2 separate regions of the Gossypium hirsutum genome follow, and region 2 is linked to region 1. A link is a contact called in public Hi-C data. All regions are on one chromosome and are shown on one strand. The core of a region is the stretch at or near the end of the contact, and the rest is flanking DNA. Distances in the headings are between cores, read along the strand shown.

Evidence for each region. Hi-C and Micro-C count contacts between places; a contact is called where the count stands out from the background.
Region 2: a contact with region 1 is called in a Hi-C map of leaf, with 1.8 times the contacts expected there. The contact joins the promoter of LOC107959861 here to the promoter of LOC107897915 in region 1. A contact is called at or near these places in 2 of 34 Hi-C or Micro-C datasets (both in leaf).

The regions. Positions count from the first base shown.
Region 1 is chrA05:98,825,418-98,828,759 of Gossypium_hirsutum_v2.1, forward strand. LOC107897915 (A-kinase anchor protein 12) reads left to right here and starts at 1,308. Exons shown (of 12, transcript XM_016823518.2): 1 at 1,308-1,698; 2 at 2,626-3,342. The coding sequence starts at 1,654.
Region 2 is chrA05:99,169,284-99,172,636 of Gossypium_hirsutum_v2.1, forward strand. It overlaps LOC107959861 (DEAD-box ATP-dependent RNA helicase 46), which reads right to left and starts at 1,420. Exons shown (of 9, transcript XM_041114235.1): 1 at 1,209-1,420; 2 at 86-432. The coding sequence starts at 406.

The DNA of each region.
Region 1 (3,342 bases), core at 58-2,557:
TCTATGTTAAATGAGTTTGTTAAATCATATATAAATGCTACACCAATATAAGGTTACAATATTCATATTACAATTTTTTTTACATATTTATTTTAAGTAAATTATTTTTTTACTCTTTACCTTTTTAATTTTTTTAAAGTCATTTCATGTCTTTTTTTTAAATTTTTTCTTTATAATTTTTATATGTTAAAGATGAATTTTATTTTAAATCAATATCTCTTTATTTTAAGATTTTATTTAATTAAATTAAATTTTAATTTTATAATATTAAAATTAATAATTATTAAATTATTAAAATTAAAATATAGTTTAAAAAGATACATATTAATAAAATTTATTAAATTAAAATTTTTAAATATACTAAGATTTAATTATATTTATCGATTAAAGTATGACAAAAAAATATAAAATCACAAAAAATGAATATTAACAATTTTAAAATTAAAAAATTAATTTAACAAAATATATCAAATAAATAACATGTAAAAAATTATTAATAATATTATTTAAATTAAAATATATTAATGTTAATTCAAATCATGACATGTTTTGTATTATTTTAATATTAAATATCTTCAAAATTAAATAATGTTAATATAGTTGATTCAAAAATAATTAAATATTTTTAATTACATTAATTTTTTAAATTTTTAATAATTTTTAAAAAAATATTAAAAATTTAAACAAAAACTAATATTATAAATTTAATATACACAATTGACCATACATCACATGGGAATACAAACTTGTTTGAATCTATGTTATTAATTGAATTTTAATTTTTAAGTCATACATTTAAACATTAAAATATGTGAGATTCAAAATTAATGGAAGTTCATTAATCGCATTATTAATTCCACTTTAATTTTTAAACCACATAACTAGAGGGACTAAATTTTAAAAGTTTAAAAGGTACAGGGATCGTAGCTGGAATCGTTCCTTTAAAGTTTGTCTAGGAGTTTTTATACTTGAAGTGCTCCCCTCCTGTTGCATGGTCAGGTTGGTACGTGAATATGACAGGCTAAAAAGGAAAAAACAGAGGGAAGGTTCGGGTTTTTTCGGATTCAAATATCTCGAATATAAGTTTTTATTTTTCATCAAATTGTTAATCGAATTTAAATTTTTTCGAATTAACTTTTGGATTTAGACACCTTTAATCATGCCCACAACAAATGGTTAGTTGGGAAGAACTCGTCCCAAATTTTAATTTACAAAAGGTGTTAGAACCCCACAAGACAACTAATCACTTAGCCTTCAGACAAAAAGGAAACTGTTAAAAAGGTTTGTCCGATCCTTTCTGTTAGTGGAAACATCTCAAAAATTAAAATTTTCCCCCACTCTGAAAATCAATCCATCTTTAACCAAAAGACCTGTTATTGCAAATATCAACAGCGCTGTATTAGCCCACTCCAAGCCATGTGAGTGACAAATCAGTAGGGCCAATTTACATATATGGCCAACTCAGCAAGTGTATTAGCATATACCAAGTGGGATTTGTCACCTTTGATCATTCTTACATATCTAAATCCAACCTTTGATTTTTCAAAAACTCATCAAAGTTTCAGAAGAATCATAGTCAATTTTCTATAGTATTCTCAAGTACGGATTTTCCGATTCAGGTTCGGAATTGATCACTTTTTTCTCCATGAAAAGATGGCAACTGAAGCAGAAATCATTCCAGAACCCATTTCTGTAGCGGTAAATAGTTCTTTTCTCTTTTACATGTTTTTGTTTTGCTTTGCTTTGTATTTTGTCTCTGTATAGTAAAGATCATATGATGTTTTCCAACAAGGATACTGCAATTTCTGACCAGAAAAACAAGAGAGGTCACTTTAGTTTAACAGTATGCAACCTTTTTGATGTTGTTGAAACACTTAAAACATGATGATCTTTGAGTTCTTTAAGACATAAAAGGGCGAAAACAAAAGCTGATCTGGTCCTTAGATCCTTTTTCTATCCCCTTTCAGAAACCAGATTCATGAGATTAGTTTCTTGTGTTTCACTGAAAGTTTCTCACTTTTAATGGATCTAGCTTTTTAGCTTTTCCGGTAACTTCTGTTATGATTCATAAACAAAACATCTAGAAAGTTCAATCAAATATGATCATGATTAGCTAAACTAGCATTAAATATTTGTTAACATGAATCGATTTATCGTAATTATTAGCATAAATGGTTGGCATATTCATGAGAAGAGGTCTATCTCATATAGGTTCATGCATTAAAATGCTCACGAACAATTTGGCAAAGCCGTAGCATTGCCAATATAGAAATATATCCACTGACAGTAATGTGATAAGATAGACTGACTTTGCCTTAAACTTGAATATGGTGGGCTAAGATATTAGGAATCTGATTCTGATATAACACAATCCGACAGCTAACTTGCCTTAATGTCGCTGTTCTTCGTAAAAACAGTGAGCTGCATATGCATTTGATTTCTGGCAGATATGTTTTAGTTTTGCAGAAATTAAGATTTGTTCATACTGGAAAGGAAAGAATGATCAGAAATGAATAAATTAACCAAATTTAATTTTGTTACCAAAAGAAGCATATTTTTTCCAGCTATAAATTTCTCCAATATACAATGAAAATAATAATAATAATAACTTCATTATCTATGCAGAAAGCAGAAGAGGAGATTAGCAAACCTAGTTTGGATTTGAAGAAATCCGAAGGTGGAGTCGCTGAACCTGCCGGAACGGATGAATGTTTGGACAAAGCAACCAACGAAGAATTAGCCAGTAATAATGGGGTTGAAGCCTTGAGTGCTGTCTCTCAAGGGAATCCAGAAATATCCAAGGGTGAAAGTTTTTCAATGTCACCTGAGGTTTCTGTGACCTGTGGAATGCCAGATCAAAACACAATTGATGACACTCCATTGAAAGCTGATAAGATACTGGAGAATGATGGAAAGATGTCGAAGAGTGAGGCAACTGCAGACCATGATTCTTCTCCGGAAGAGAAATGTGGGAGTATTGTAGAAGAAACAAGCCAAAATGCTGATGTTGGGTCCAATAAACAAGAGGCTAACTTAGAGCTCAAGAAACAAGCTTTAAGTGATAACCATGATCTGATAATTGAAAGCTCGAATGAGGCTAATGAAATAGTTAGCAAGGACGATCACTCTGATATTGTTCAAGAGAAACTTGAAGAGAAAAGCATTGAAGAAACAAAAGACACCGAACCAGAGAAGCTGCCTGCTATAGTGGGAAAGGAAGAGAGTGCTGAGGCAACTGATCTGATTGAAACATCAGCAAGAGAAAAGGACCAAATCATTTCTGATAGCATTGGAGACACCTTAACCTCGAAAGTAGCTGAAACCTCAGAGATCAAGGACAAT
Region 2 (3,353 bases), core at 170-2,669, 340 kb after region 1:
ACACAAACGCAGTACTTTGTTAAGACTGACAAGAAAAAACATATCAACAAACACCTTATCTAGAGGACAGAAGTGGAACCAATACCTGATTACCCCCTAATATTGACTCAAGTTTTGATACAGCATTGCAGCCTCTTCCATGCCGGTCATTTTCCTTCTCAGAGCTATACCTATAACGCCCTTCAGAAGATTGTTGAACCAGAACTGAAGAACCCATAGGCACTGAAGAAGATTTTGGGACAGAATCTATCCCTCTAGGCCTCTCATATTGCGTAACATTTGTTACCGGATTCCAAAAGTAGAGATAACCAGTTTTTCCATCAACCAGGCCTTTCCATGGTTCAGGAAGAGTAGGGTCAGGCGGAGCATATCGTGGACCACCAGAGGCAGTCGCAGCAGCAGCCATGGCAACAAAAGCAACCTGATAAAAATCTGCAAGCTCCAAATTTTCCAAATGGCACAAATGAGAAATGCATAAGGAAAGCTTCTTGGATAACCCAATACCATGAGTTTATTTGGGTTTTAGTCATTTCTCTCATTTTAATCATTCATTATTTTTTAATTTTACCAATTACTTTTTCCCTTTTAGCTACAATTTTAGGAAGCAAAAATGCAAATATATACATATAAAAAATGTAGCAAAAGGAGCAGCACAAAAAGCCATAAATATATTCTAAGAAGCATATGAAAGCCTACGCAAAAATAACTTCTGAGCCAAACCAAAGAAAAGAATATAAGAAGCAAGATACCTAATTGTTTAAACTGCCTCTTCCAATAACCAAAACACAAATAGAAAATTAAATGAAAAATCTCAAAATTTTCTAATACCGAAATCGAAAAATGTCCTGCAAAAGCATAAAACTGAGATCAATAAATATTAAAAGTTCAAAATTAATTAAAAAAAAAAGAATTCCAACATCCAGATTCTCATTCAATCAGATCCCAGATTCAGAACAAAGAAGAAAACCCCAATTATTCTAATCATGTTTTTATCAGGAAACAATTAAAAGATTCAAAACCCTAACGATAACTAAATCATTTTAACTACAAGAAAATCATTAAAATATTTAAAAAGTGATCAATTAGAATTTAAAACCCTAAAAAATAGAATTTCCCCAAATTTTGAAGGAGATCCAGATCGGAATCTAAAAACTTAAAAGTAAAATTCAGATCCAATAAACTCAGAGAAAATTTAAGAAAATTAGTACCTGACGAAGTTGTTTCGGGGAAGATGAAGCGATAATCGCTCTTCTAATTGAGGGTTTTTAGAAAAAAAAAGTTCAATTTTTTTGCAGTTCTTTTGTTCCCCTTTTATCTCTCTCACCCCTCTCCCTATTCGCAATGTTTTTCTTAAAACAGCAAAGAAAAAGGGTAGAGAGAGAAAATGGGAAGATGAGGAAAAGGAGGAAGAGCAAAAGCGTATATTTATAGCCTAATAACAACAATTTTTTCCATTTTAATCTTTATTTTTCGATTCTTTTGACTTGATTAGTTGATTTTCATGATTTTCTTATTATTTTTAGGGTAAATTACACATAGGTTACTAAATTATTGATAAGTTTATGTTTTAGTCACTCAACTTCAAAATATTACAAAATGGTCACTAAATTATTCGAAAGTTTTCATTTAAGTTACTAGGCTGATAAAATTGTTGTTATATGATCTTCTTTGTTTCGAAAGCGCTCTTTACTCTTCTCTTCTACAATCCAATTTTTTTATGAAATAGTTTTGAAAGTCATAAATTTGTAAATCAAAATCTAAACAGTTTTCTTTTTTTATCTCCAACACTGACCTTTATATTGACTTGGTTAAGGGGTATTCTTCTACTCGTCGATAAGTCCTAATCCACCGTACCGATCGTAGTTTGGAGCTCACTAGTCAAATTTAAATAATAATAAAAATTTAACAGCCTAATAACTTAAATAAAAACTTTCAAATAATTTAATAATCATTTCGGAACTTTTTTAAGTTTAACTAAAGAATTTATTTGCTAATTGGCCTACTAACCTATTTAATATAAAGAAGTTGATTGTCGACTTTCTCTCTTACATACACCTCGACCATTTCTCTTCTCTTCCCACTAAAATTTTTTTCAAACTCTAAAACAACCTTGTTATTTTCTACGGAAAAATTTATTGCTTTAAGGTTTTAGAAAGAACACATAATCAGTAATACGGTAAAATTTCTAACTTAATTTGTTTAAATTTTTTTGTTATATTTGCACTAATATTCTTAAGATTATGCGAAATTATTTTTTGTGATATTTTAAATAGTAAAAAAATTGAATTGTTCATACTTGACATAATCTAAAATTTCCAAAGACCAATAGACTTATTGTAAATTGTTTGAAGAGTATGAAGAATATTGGTTTATATATGGCATCTGTGACGATAAAGTCTATATGATACCAAAGTTGCTTTCTGCCTTGTTTGGCAAGATGGAGGCTGAGAATGCATATATTCTATTTTTCATGTGAGGGGTGACTATAACGCTTGAAGATTTCGCTTTAATGATTGACCTTCTAGACAATGGACAAGCGATAATTGGAGTTAGCAAAATTAACATGGAGTACGAATGTGATTGACTGTTGGATGTTGTCTCGTCTAAGGATAAAGACAATAATAAATTAAATGAAAACTGGGTGAAATATATACGGTTGAAGAGGCTTGTCAAACTAGTCTGTCTACCACATGCAATTTTGGAGGAGGTGGATTGATATGCTAGAATATAAATGTTTTAGATGGTAGGAGGAATCTTCCTCTATTGGAGTCTTTTGAGACTACCAATACATTCAAGTAGGGTTTAGTGACTTTGACACATCTGTATGGGGAACTTTGCATGGCGACATGAAAATTGATCGATGAAATAAATTATTATTGTCTACTTCTACAAACATGGGCATAAATACAAATGATGATTAACGTTCACCCTTCTCAATTATTGAAGGTAAAAATATAATCATATATAATATTTTTAAAAGTATTCAATAACCACTATTCATAATCTCCTATTGCATGAAAATTTGAATAGATTTATCTATTACCTGGACAATGTGGTTAAAATATATCATAAATCCTTATACTCTTTGTAAATTTAGAATTTAGCCCATATACTTTTATTTTTAAAATTTAATCTTTCTACTTTTTTAAATTTCGAAATTTAAGTTCAAATGTTAACAATATTAAAATTATTTTATTAAATTCAAATTTATTATAATATTATTTTTTTAATTACATGACTATCAAATAATTTTTTATTTTATCTCAAAATGTAACATCAACAAATTAAAGAAAAATTAACAATGCTACCACCTTGTTACTTTTTTCAAGCCTATTGGATTTGGTGTTAATGCC